2 separate regions of the Mus musculus genome follow, and region 2 is linked to region 1. The links are chromatin contacts, called in public ChIA-PET maps. All regions are on one chromosome and are shown on one strand. The core of a region is the stretch at or near the end of the contact, and the rest is flanking DNA. Distances in the headings are between cores, read along the strand shown. Region 1 holds the start of Skap1 (src family associated phosphoprotein 1). Region 2 overlaps Skap1 (src family associated phosphoprotein 1).

Evidence for each region. ChIA-PET counts read pairs in DNA pulled down with a chosen protein or histone mark.
Region 2: an RNA polymerase II ChIA-PET map of memory CD8 T cells shows a contact between it and region 1, with 3,345 read pairs. The contact joins the enhancer-like site here to the promoter of Skap1 in region 1. A contact is called at or near these places in 1 of 15 datasets of contacts at CTCF or cohesin (CD8 T cells), 4 of 484 Hi-C or Micro-C datasets (CD4 T cells, CD8 T cells, Th1 cells and 1 more), 6 of 115 datasets of contacts at active chromatin or transcription factors (CD8 T cells, effector CD8 T cells, embryonic midbrain and 3 more) and 2 of 9 other capture datasets (adipose tissue and pancreatic islet).

What each region holds. Positions count from the first base shown.
Region 1 is chr11:96,460,430-96,466,884 of GRCm38.p6, reverse strand. It overlaps Skap1 (src family associated phosphoprotein 1), which reads right to left and starts at 2,294. Exons shown (of 12, transcript NM_001177899.1): 1 at 2,135-2,294. The coding sequence starts at 2,180. Gm11529 (predicted gene 11529) reads left to right here and starts at 2,338. Exons shown (of 3, transcript NR_033524.1): 1 at 2,338-2,796; 2 at 3,270-3,314.
Region 2 is chr11:96,502,239-96,508,693 of GRCm38.p6, reverse strand. The region is part of intron 2 of Skap1 (src family associated phosphoprotein 1); the gene reads right to left. The region is part of intron 2 of Gm38960 (a long non-coding RNA gene); the gene reads left to right. Among named protein-coding and RNA genes, the nearest start is that of Gm38960, 35 kb to the left of the region's middle. Within about 2 kb of position 3,818, at least 18 of the 459 cell types and tissues checked have an H3K27ac peak or open chromatin away from gene starts, as enhancers often do. A contact at or near this core is called in CD8 T cells, Th1 cells, memory CD8 T cells and 1 more, where this site is marked.

The sequences.
Region 1 (6,455 bases), core at 1,045-3,544:
CATTGGTTATATCCCACTTTATATTTTTCCCTCCACTTCAGAATCAAGAGCAGAATTACACGTTTAAAGGGAGGGATGGCTTTAAAGAAACAGTTAACCAGTGAAGCACCTCACAGTGGAACCTCAGACTCCTCCCTATCTTCTAAAGACCCGCGCACTATCAGAGATTGTTAAGACACAGCAAGTTTGATACAGAAGTATGTGACACGCAATTAATCTCCATTCATACCCGGCTCTGCTTGTCAGCAAACAAAGGTTCTGCTTTAGAAGGAGATCTGAAGACTTCAATTAAAAACAGTCAGCTAACAAGAAAACGATCTGAGCTAAAGGAAGGCGGCAGGTGCAAAAATGAGTTGTTTACCAAAGTGTCAGTTTTGAACAATAAAGAACTGCACATCAAAAATGTCGGAGGAGGGGACTGTGTTGCTAGCCTCTGAAAATAAGAGGGAATTTTTCTATTGATGCCTGTGCACCAAACTGAAGTGACATTTAGCAAGCTTGTAAAGTGGGTTTCTTCTCATAAAATGACTGACACCAATAAAAAGAGACACTCGGTCTTTAAATACAAGGGTAGAATTCAACTTGTGGCTGCAATTCCTTCTCTAAAAACCAAAGACAATTGTACAACTTCCTCTATGTACCTAATATTGAACCAGCACTGGCTAAATCTCGTTAGATGCCTGGTGATTTCTTCTATCTTCCAAATAACTTTATTTCTACAGTTTCTTGGTTTACAAGCTAAGTGGATTTTTAGATAATTTAGAGAACATAGCTCAGTAGTGGAATGTCTAATGACCCTGTGTAAGGTTCTAGATTCAATCCCCTAAGTACAAGAGAGGGTGGTGGTGACTAAAGGTGCTTGCCACCAAGCCTGAAGACATGAGTTCTATCCCCATCACCAGAAGATGCAAGATGAATGCCAACTCCCAACAGTTGCCACCCGAACTCCACAAACAGGCTGTGGCACATGCACACCCACACAATACACTCCAAAAATAGATAAAAACCTTTTTCTAAAATAGATTTTTGAAACATCGCCTCAAAAGAAACACATAGCCGCCAACTCTTACAGAGACGCTATCCAGAATAGAAACAGGGCTACAGACAGAATCCAAAAGCACTGGCCAAATCCTTGATTAGGAGGCATTTATACCCAAGATAACAAGGTAATGGAGATATAAAACCAATTAAATTGAGAGAAACTGGAAAGAATGCAGCTTGCCAAAATCATGACCTGCCCAAAGCAGGCCATCTGTTAACGATGTGTCAGATGTGTCGCCTGGATGCCGAAAGGCTTAATTCTGAGCGGTTTCCTCTTGAGACCCTTATGCAACTGCAGATTCCAGGTTTCTGTCCTCCCAGGAAGGGAAGGGCAGTCATAGGAAAATGAGTAAAACTGATTTTCACCATGGGAGCCAAGCACAAGATACCGTCCATCAGGGAAGTCTCTTCGGAGTGTATGTTGAGTGTCGGAAAGTGTGACCTTAACTGTAAAGGACAGTTTTAAAGGTGAAACCATCACAACAGGACACTTAGGGAAGGGAAGGACACCATACTCTGAGGTTTATGACACCCCTAGAAGTCTTCAGGTTAGGAAATGACTCTCACACTTATAAGACGTCCCCTAACCACCAGGCTTGGCCCAAAGACCATAAATCTCCAGAGCCCTACTGTGTGCCTAGGAGATGTCTACCCAGAAAGGTGTGGGTCTTCCACAAGGTGAGGAGTCAGGACTGGGAAGGATGAGACCTAATCACTGCACACCTCAGGGATTTCCCGGGGTGACAGGTTCAAGACCAAGCAAGGTGTCAAGGGAGGCCATGAACTGACCCGTAAGACCTTAGAGACCTGGAAGTGTTGATGCATCTGGAAGTGATACAGATGCCTAGAAGGAACAGAAAATATGTAACTCAAGGGAGAGGTGGGGACCTTGAGGATGAGAGAGAGGCTAGGGCTTTGGGGACAATTGGGGGATTAAGGACTCTGGAAGCCTGGAACTTATAGTAGGTAAGTGACCAGGCTAAAGAACTAGTACCCTAGTGTCTCCTTTCTTGCCTTCAGCCCAGCACTGAGAGGCCCTCCCGGACGGGATGGGTCAGGACAGAGGTCTGGCACTGAACCAGGAGTTAGTTACCTTCCAGGAGCCAACAGATCTCCTCCGGGAGGGCGACAGCCTGCATTTGGCGAAGCGAGTGGGCGGCCGCAGCAGAAGGCGGGATAAGGGACGTGTGCCTGCTCGGACGGCGGGCGCAGCGAGCTGCACCCCAGGCACCTGTACCTCGGCTGTCGCCTGGGGGGGGGGGGGAGGCGCTGGGCGGGGCCGCCGGTCGCGCGCTCAGGAAGCGGCGCGCGCAGCCGGCGGCGGGAGCCCGGGACCCCGGGCGCAGGTGCACTGGTGCCACTGAGGTGGCACGCAAAGTCAATGGCGTGGCCCTTTGAGCCCCTCACCAAAAAATTGCCTAGATTCCCAAGAGCCTTGGAGGCTAGGTTTTGGCGGAAACATCTAAACACTGAGCAGTTTGACCTTGGGGCTGTAGGTTTAAAAGGCCATGGCTGTTCCTGGACTGGGGTGCAGAGGCAGAATCCAAGAAAGAGCTTGGTCCTTGCCAAAGATATAGTGCCTCAGTTCTGATCCAGCGCACTGTCGGGGAAAGCCCTGCTGGTTAGAAATTAAAATCTGGAGTCCCAGCGACAATGCCGATCGCCAACATTTGAAAGACTCAGCATCAGAGGCAATACCCATGGAGAGACACGGAGGGAATGTCCTTCCCTCTGGAGGTGAAAGGCTGAGAGAAGGTGGGAAACAGCTCTTTCTCGGAACAGAGGAAGGAAGAAAGTGATCAACGAGATCACAGGGCTGTGCCCTTCCCCGCTCAAAGTACAGCCAGTCAGTGATCAAGTTTGGGTGGTAGTAGGTACCAAAGATGTTGCTACAGCACGAACTTGGGCAGTGGTACGTGGAACCCTTTGTTATTTTTGTGGACCGCTTGTGAGTGAACAAGTACTCAAAGGTTGTTTATTTGATTGGTATTTTATAGTACAACAGGCCTTGAAGAAAGTAGAGCAGCATGGACGGTATACGAAAGAGCAAGAGGAGGACTGGCGCATGCCTGTTGGTATTAAATACCAGACTCCGGGGTTTTACAAGGGTGGGGAGACTTTGCAGGTAGAAAATTATCTGTAATTATGTGACCCCTGCATATCTCTCTCTCTCTCTCTCTCCCTCTCTCCCTCTCTCCCTCTCTCATTCTATTCTATCCCCATAATAGGTAAGAAGGATTGGGAGTGGTCCTGGAACACATGAAGGGAGGAAGGTAAGCGATTTGTTAATCTGCCTGGGGGTGGAGATAATATTGATCTCAATGTAGAAGGCAGAGCAAAGACAAGAAACCGTTCAGAAGGGCACAGGGCAGGTGTATATGTCTCCTGGAATAAGTGTGTGCACACACCCCAGGAAGATGCAGTCTCAAGTTTAGGAACCCTCACTTTTAAGGACTTTGGTGGCCTTTAGCATGTCCTGACGCCTGAGAAGGAGTGGTCTTGGTTTCAGGGCCTCACAACCCACCTATAAGTTGCAATAAATTGAACTGAAGGGATAGAACCCGGTCGGGGTCACCAGAGAACCCAAATCCATGGTGTTGCTTCTTACTGGGTGAAGCTATAGTGACAGGCTTGGGCTGCCTCTTCCAGGCTCCAGAGGGGGTGTAGGCTGCCTCCTACCTTGCTGTCTCCCAGATAAAACTGAAGTTGCTCTAAAATCACTTGGGGTGCGTGCATGTTTAAACATGGAGGCTATGTGGCTCACACACATGCTTCTTTTTGTAAACATAAAACTGTTCTTCAAAAGGGGGGCGGTAGGCTTCCCTCTCTAGTGCACAAACTTCCTCCATTTTTCTTCCAGCAATGGGAAAAGAAGGACAGCCCTTCCCTCTTTCTTTAGTAAAAGGCAGGTTTCTAGGATCTGAAGAGAACCCAGAGTGCCCCGTCCCCTTATTTAAGGACATTGGTCAGCATGGTCACATAGGGTAGGTGCTCAGGAGTTGTCTGACAAAGGACAGAACCCCAGGCTTCCTGCCACCTAGGGAGAAGCAAAACCGCACAAGGTAGATATTCTCCTTGCATCTCTTCCCCTGTGGATGACTGGGTTTGGGAGCGATGGAGGTAGAGGGAGGTGTAAGTCAGGTGGTGTGTGCTGGTGACTGGCAGTTTCCAATACGCTATTGTCATGTTGCATCAAGGCTCCTCATTGCAGACAGAAGCCTGCCTCCACACATGAGCGCTGCCCCTCCTTAATCATCTGAGGGCCCTGGTTCAGCAGGCAGCCTCACTCCTAATGACATTCTGTTAAATGGACAAATTCCTTTGAAGCCCTGTCCTCCTTTGAAATCCAATTTCGCAGGAAGCCAAATCTGATTGGGGGTAGCCATGGAAACGACATGAAGGAGTCTTGCAGGAGGTGGAGAGAGGCAAAGAAAAAAAAACACCCGAGATAGTCAAGAGTCCTTTACTGCTCTGTCGGAAATATCAAAGAGATCTGGAGAGGTTGGCAGCAGGCGAGTCCCTGCCCAGGTCCTGTTCTGTGTGGCTAGGTACCATGTGGCTGACATGGAAGAAAGCAGCCAGCTGTCTCCACACACAGGCAGCGGTCCAGATCTGTCTGCCTTCCCCCTTCTCCCCTCCCCCACCCCAATTCCAATGCCATCCCCTTCTGGCCATCACCCCTTAAAGGCAAACAACAAAAGAATGACAAGGTGAAAATACAAGGCCCCCACAGATAAGGGGTCCTAGGGAGCAGAGGCCACGAAATTAATCTAAAATTCCTTGTATAATTAGATAAGATAAGGGTATCTAGAGAGAGGCAGGACAGCCAGAAATGGAGTCCAGCCACACAGCATGCAGAATACGCATGCCCTGTCCTCTGGGACTCATCACATACTGTCAGCAGACATAGGATGCAGAGAATGGAACCCATGTTGGCCTCTGGGCTACTTGGAGATGCTGTCTGCATGTTCTCTTGCCAGGTGGGCGCTAAGTATGCATCCAGAGGGTGTCCAAAGGGCTCAATCAGGAAGAAACAAGAACATCTGGCATCTAGACATCAAGGGGTCGGGAACAACTGCAAGCAAAGCCGGAGCTGGCTGGCACTGCCCCACACTGGGCCTGGTGGGTCTGGGGAGGAGACTGCAGGGGGCAGGTCCTGAGGCTTTATCCTCAGCCTGTTATTGATCCCCGAACACTGGGTCACGACACATGGCAGAGCTGACGTCTGCCCCGTGGATGTGCTGCAGCCGCATCTCAGCCTTTCCATCCCAGCCCCATCAACCAGGTTTATTGACTCTTTTATTGACAATGCTGGGTCTTAATGAGGACAAGAGTTGCACACTTCATTAAGGGATATGGAAGGAGAGATGATACGCAAAGTCGGTGCCAAAACCCGGCCTCACTATACACTTTTCAAGGCCCCAGAAACCAACACCAATCGTGCCACCTTGAAGGCAGAGGAAAGGCAAAGATGCCAATATGGCACATCACATCCGTCTCATCTGTGGTCTTAGAGCACAGAGCTGCCAACACCTACCAGGAGTTTTGTTAAATCGAATTAGCGAACCCTTCAATTTAGGGGGTTATTATTATACACACCCCCACAAACGAGCACCTTCAATAATCACGCTTTCCAGCTCACACCCGTAAGTAAATTCTCTGCTGTTTGAAACAGCAAGGCGGGCAGGTAGGTAACACACATATTAGAAAATATTCCCACATCAGGTTATCACTGAGGTCCAAGCAGAGAGTATAGGAGGGTCATTTAAAATTCAAGATACCTGAACACGGTGGTACACACTGTACTCCCAACGCTTGTCAAAAGCTCAAGGACAGCAGAGGCTGCACAGCTGGGACAGGGTCGTGAGATACGACCTCAGAAGAAATAAAGGAAGAAAGAAGTGATTGGGAAATCGCTTAGTCAATCAAGTGCTTCTAGCACAAGCGGGGGACTTGATGAGTTAGATTCCCAGCACCCACCCAAGAAGCTGGGCAGGCAGAGTGGCAGGTACTTGTAATTCCATAGCTAGGGAGGTGGAGCAAGCAAATCCTAAGACATGATGGATATCAAGACTAGCCTATCACTGAACCCCAGGTCTCAGTGGCAGATCCCATCTCAAAAACAAAGTGGACTACTAGTAGTAAAGAAGAATGACAGCCAAGGTTGACCTCTGACCTCTACTTATAAGTATACTAAGCACACACACACACACACACACACACGCACGCACACACACACACCACACACACATACACACAAATACACACACAGACATACACACCACACACACACACGCAGACTCACACACACACACACACACACACACACAAGACACACACACACCACACACGCGCGCGCGTGCACACACACATACACATGCAGACAGTTAAAAGAATCTTTATGGGGATCAAAG
Region 2 (6,455 bases), core at 2,569-5,068, 40 kb before region 1:
TCACAAATAAGCAATATTCCAAAGGTTCGTTTCTAGGTGCCTGGCCTTTGCCTTATGAAACAAAGTAGTGGATGATAGTAAGTTGATAGGGACAGATTTAAAGATCTAGTCAATCTTGGTAACAGACAGGAAGCATAGTCAACAGTCTGCAGCCTACGAGCCAATCAGAAGCTCAGGCACAGAGGCAGCCAGTTAGAATGTTTCTGCCTAAGGACAGAAAGGTCACTGAACGCTGAACATTGCATATAGAATGTTGTGTGTTACATATAAACCGTGTTTTATACCTCATTAAAGCAAGAAAGCAACAGAAAGAGTAGCAGAGGGGATTTTTCTTATTTTCTGGACATAGAAACTCAGAAATCCTTCGACTTTCTTCTCTTTCCATCTCCTGCCTCCCAGTGCTCTCAATCCCCAAATACTGACCAAAGCTCTATAAACTTCCTCCCTCAGCACGCCCTCCCCCTGCCCTGCTTTCTCCCTCAGATCCACCCAAACTCTCCATGAGTGGGTTCCATCTGTCTTCGTGGCCACGTTTCCAGTGACTCCAAGACATACGTCAACTCCATGTCCTCTGTGTCTCGGCACGTGTTAGTTCTGTGTGCAATGTATCTCACCAAAAAAACCCCCCAACACCTTTCACCACAGCCAGCCTGAGATGCCAGCTCATTGCTACCAGCTTCCCCCAGCCCTCTGACCAGAAGCCAGCTCCTTCTCGGAGTCTTTTCAGAACTACCTGGCTGTTCCCTTTCTAAAGTCTTGCTTCAGTGTACCCTGAGTTTTAGTTACTCTTGCATGCGTTCCTGTCTTTCCAATCGGGTTGTGAGTTTCTGGGAATTATATGTTGAGGATCTATTACTAACGGTGTTGTGTTAGACATCTTTGTGTGCATGTAACTTAAGTGCATAACAAGTTAGAGTCTTACGCAAGCATTTGGTTTCTCTTGCCCCAAAAGGCATGTGTTGTGTTCACCACAAAACCACTCTGTATATAATATGTGCTCAGCAAACGTTTGCTGGGCCTATACATGAACAATCTGGTATTATTCATCGTGATGTTGACACTGCACACAGGTAATATGTGAGATTCAGTAGCCTGAGCTTTCCAGAAGCGACTGAACAGTGCCAGTTCGTTACACTTTTTATGAGGTCATGGAGTCTCATAAAGGCTGGACACACCCTGAATTAAAATCCCAGCTGCAGAATCTCATGCTGGGCAGCCCTGACCCATGAGTTGCTTCTCTGAACTTCACTGTTCTCATCTGCTAAATGGAGAGTCTAAAAGTGTCCACCATGCACACATACCTGCTGTAAGGACTGAATGAAGAAGTTAATTTGTGGACAGTAGACCTAGGCCTGGTGCATGATAAGAGCTAGCTGTAAGTGTTGCTCTTCTGCTGCAGTCGGGACAGCTTCCGCCATAATCGCTCTGAGGACGTGGATCCTGTGGTGTTGTTCTGAGCCTCAATGCACCTAATGCACACTGCGTGCTGCTTTGACACACTTACGGCCACTGAATTTTCTCTTTTCTTTATTCTTTTAGAATTTGGGAGCATTCCTTGTCGCATAGTGAAAAAAACAAAATAGGGCTGGAGAGATGGCTCGGTGGTTAAGAGCAGAAAATCCTCCTCTCGTAAGGACCTGAGTTTGAGTCCCAGCACCCATGTGAGGAAGCTCACAACTGACATCGCTGGCCTCTGTGGGTCTCTGCACTCACCCACACAGAGAAATACACAAATACACATAATTAAAAATGAATTTTAAAAATCTTCTGTAAAAAATAAAATATAAGAGGCTAGAGAGATGACTTAGAGGTTAAGAGCACTGGCTGTTCTTCCTGAGGTCCTGAGTTCAAGTCCCAGCAACCACATAGTGGCTCACAGCCATCTATAACAATATCTAGTATACTAAATAAATAAATAAATAAATATTTTCTTAAAAAATGAGATAGGAGACATCTCAATTCTATTATATATAAAATATAGAATTTCACAACTCTGTCTCTTCAGACTGCAAGTATTTCATTTCCCAGGCTCCAACCCATGTGTCCTCCTATGCTTCTTTTTAGTTAATCTATTCATCTATTTACTGATAATTTCATACATGTATACGACAAATTCTGGTTATGCTCATCCCTTCTTCCCCTCCAGCCCCCACCAACATCTGATCTGAACAAGTCCCCTCCCCACTAGAACATCTTTTTTGTTTTGTGACCCACAGGGTTTAAACGGGGCTCCACGGCAAGGGATGCATAAGGAGACAGCCATTGCAGCAGGAAGCATGAACAACTCACTAATGACTACATCACCAAAGACACTGACTCCCTCACACAGCAGCTGTCCACTGCCCATAGTCCCCCACAAGTGCCTCCCCCGTCCATGGCTGAATGATGACTGACGATGAGCCCAGACTCATACAGGACCCGTGCAGGCAACCACGGTTACTGTGAGTCCACGTATATAATGGTCATGCCATGCCTGTGGTGGTTTGAATAAGAATAGCTCCTATAGGCTTGCTCATATATTTAAATGCTTTGTTATTAGGGAACAGTACTATTTGAGAGGGATTAGGTGTGGCCTTGCTGGGGTAGGTGTGGCCTTACTGAAGTAGGTGTGGCCTTGTGGAGGAGGTGTGACCTTGTTGGAGGAGGTGTGACCTCGCCAGAGTGGGTGTGGCTTCACTAGAGGCAGTATGGCCTTGTTGGAGGAGGTATGTCCCTCGGGGGTGGGCTTTGGGATTTCATACGTTCCAGCCAGGCCTCAGTAACTTTCTCTTCCTGCTTCCTGTGAATCCAGATGTAGAACTCTCAGCTACTTCTCCAGTACTATGTCTTCCTGCATACGGCCATGCTCCCCGCCATGATGACAATGGGCTAAACCTTTAAACTGTAAGCAAACTGATGCTTTCCTTGATAAGGGTTGCTTGGAGGACACCGACCAAGACAATGTCCACGCCCACCTTCCAGTTCTCACATTCTTCCCATTCCTCCCTCTCTTCTTTAGTGTTCCCCAAGTCTTGAAAGTGGCGGTTTGGCTGTCCCATGCTAGTGTAGGCAGCCACCGATTACTTTTTCTCAGAACCTTGATGGACACAGGGCTTGCTCATTTTGGTGAAAAATTAAAAATAATAAAGTTAGGAGAAAATCGCTGGACAGGGCTGGAAAACTGAACAACACAAAATTTCTTAAGCCTCTAAATGAATTTATATTTTTAAAGAGGATGTAAAACATCAATGACTCTCTAGGTAACAACCCCCCTCCCCCCCCTCCCCCCTCCCCCCTCCCCCCTCCCCTCCCCCCTCCCCTCCCCCCTCCCCCTTCCCCCCCCCCCACACAAAATCAACTAAAACCAAACGTAAGAGACCTTCTAAGAGAGACATCTGAGAACAGGAGCATCCACGATGACTCTGGCCACTCACTGGTCCAAGAGCTGCTTGGAGAGCAAGCAAAGATGTCTCATGTGATGCTGTCTTGATCACCAGGCATTAAGCCCAATGTAAACAAATAACCAATACATATTGTTAAGTAAATTAACCACTTCCACCCTGTAATCTTCAGCCTGCTTTTAGTTGATTCCATTTCTCTTTATGGCCAACATAAAAATCAATCCCGGTGACTGATGTTTTGAGAAGGAGGAAGTGAATGGCCGACTCAAACACCAGCGTTCGGAAAAGTGGTCGGACAAATACAAATGCTCTGCTAAATCGGCTCAGAGTGCTGCTAATCCCCTTCTAATGAAGAATTCATCCTGTGTTAGCTCAAAGGGGGTAACAGCTTCGAAGCGGAAGTTGCTCTGTCAGCGATACCTCATTTCATGAGGGGCCCTTGACAGTGAACTTCCTTTACTTAAAAAAAAAAAAAGATCCCCAACACATTTTAGAGCAATCATCACAGAATATTCAAAGGACGGCATTTCACATGACTCAAAATTAATTTCCCTTCTGTGGGTGTGTTTTGAAGCATAGCATAAAACACCTCCAGAGACAGCCTGCTTGTTTACAGAGAGTGACCCGGGCCAAGCTGCATAGCTAAAGCCCTGTGTCCATTTTATCCAGCCCCTTCCGCTTCAGTAAGTACTAATTCTCATCCCACCTGGGAATCAAACCTCTCCCAGGGCTTCCCTCTCTGCCCTTTCTAAAACTGTGAAGGACTTTAATATCACTAACTTATTATTAAATAAATATTCACAGTAGTGAGTTAGAGAATACAAATAAACAAACAAAAAAGCATTAAATTCCACTTGCCAGAAATTACTATCATGGACATTTTGGTCTTTTGGATTGTTTGTCTGCTTTGTTTGTTTGTTTTCCGAGATTTTTTCATGGTGAGATTGAACGTATTTGTCTACCTGCTTTCTCACTTACATACCTTTGGTCAGTATCAGTGACTCGATTATGGTATCAATGATTACGTCACCATTGTGGAAACGTCGGCTCTCCGTTTTGTTAAAACGGAGGAACAAAACAAATGGGACTAAACTAAGGCTGTACTGAACGGAGGCAGAGAGCAACCGAGGTTTACGGTGACCTCACAGTGGTCCATGTTTTAGTCCCAATATCCCAGAGACAGAAGAAGGTGAAGACCAGCCTCATCTACATAGTGAGATCCTGTCTCAGAAAGAGAGCAAGGAAGGAACCGTCTTGTGAAGGCTAGTAGTTTGCCAGGAAGTGAAGGTATACAAATAGAAACATACATTGAAGGAGAAAGTCAGTAGGCCTTGTTGATAAGAGGAGGAGGGGGAGGAGGAGGGGGAGGAGGAGGAAGAGGAGGAGGAAGGGGGAAGAGGAGGAAGAGAGAGATATTAGGGTTAAGGAGTGATTCCCAGGGCTCTGAAAGTCTAACCCAGGAAAACTCATGGGTGAGTGGAGTTAAACCAGGTCTTCTTGGACGCTCCACAATTAGGAATCCTCCAGCAACAGGAACAGAAACCCCAGGTGACAGAGGTTTAGACATGTGATAGAGGTCTGTTTGCCATCATACAGAATATCTGGAGGCTGATTCTAGAGCTAGTGCTGAACTAGATCTTCCCACCTGCCCAGTATCCGCAGATCGATGCTACATGTCACATGTCAATGTACCGTAACTCTCAGGTGTAGAACTTTCTTGAGAGAGACTAGCAGGAGTCTCTGCCTTACATTCTGCCACTCAAACTACGTTCCCTAGAAACCCTAGGATAACCAAAGCAAAGTGGCTGACGTCATGACTCATCCCAAGGCTGGAAGAGCGGAGGGTGGCTGCTGAGGGGGAACTGGCTGGTTCTCTCCCAGCATTGTGGAGCCTGAGGTCTCATGAAACACCCAATATGCTGCCTGCAGATGAGCTGCTCTACAACTGGGCACCCAGGAGAGAAACAACTCTGGAAGGGGGGAGGAAGAGTCTGAGGAGGGCAGAGTGGAAGAAAGGGCTGAAGCAAGAGCCTCAGGGAAGAGCATGGATACCGTGAGGGAAAGGGAGGCTCCACAGAGGGAAGACGTTCTTAAACTTCTGAGGAAGGGGAAATAATCCAAGCTGTGAGAAACTTGAAAGGCCAAAGAAGATAAACATTGGCAGTATCATCCGGATGTGGCAACTGGAGTGACTGGACCATGGGGAAAGTGACTTCATTGGAGCAGAAGATGCAGTGTAAGGATGATAACTAACTGAGGATGGACCAGAGAAGAGGAACCAGAAGGGAAGGGTCTTCAGTTCAAGATGTCTACCTATTCAGGAAAAGAGCTAAGACAGTAGCTAAGGAGAGGGTGGTTGTTTAAGGCATAACGGGTTTTTAACCTGAGGGTGGAGTTGAGCACATTTGCATGAGGTTCAAAGAGATATGAAGAGGGAGCATCAACTTTAAGCAAAAAAAGGGGGTGGACAGTGGCAGGAGCAGGGTAACCATGACTTGGTGGACCAATACTTCAGTCCGAGGCAGGGCATGGTGGTGCATTCCTTTGATCTCAGTACTTGAGGAGCAGAAGCAGTTGTCTCTGTTGGTTAAAGGCCAGCCTGGTCTACACATCGAGTTCCAAGTCAGCCAAGAGCTAGGCAGTAAGACCCTGTCTTAAAAGAACCAAAGAAGGGCTGGAGAAATGGCTCAGAGATTAGGAGCACTGACTCTTCTTCCTGAGGTCCTGAGTTCAATTCCCAGCAATCACATGGTGGCTCACAACCATCTGTAATGGGATCAGATGCCCCCTTCTGGTGTGTCTGAAGACAGCAACAGTGTACCATATACATAACATAAACAAAATCTTTTAAAAACAAAACAAACAAAACAAAAAGCGGGGATGGCGACATAGGCAGCTGTATACAGTTTTAATCCCCAATACTTGGGAGGTAGAAGCAGGCAGATATCTCAAGGCCAGCCTGGTCAACAGAATGAGTTCCAAGATAGCCAAGGCTACACAGAGAAACCCTGTCTAGAAAATACAAAGAAAGAAAGAAAGAGAGAGAGAGAGAGAGAGAGAGAGAGAGAGAGAGAG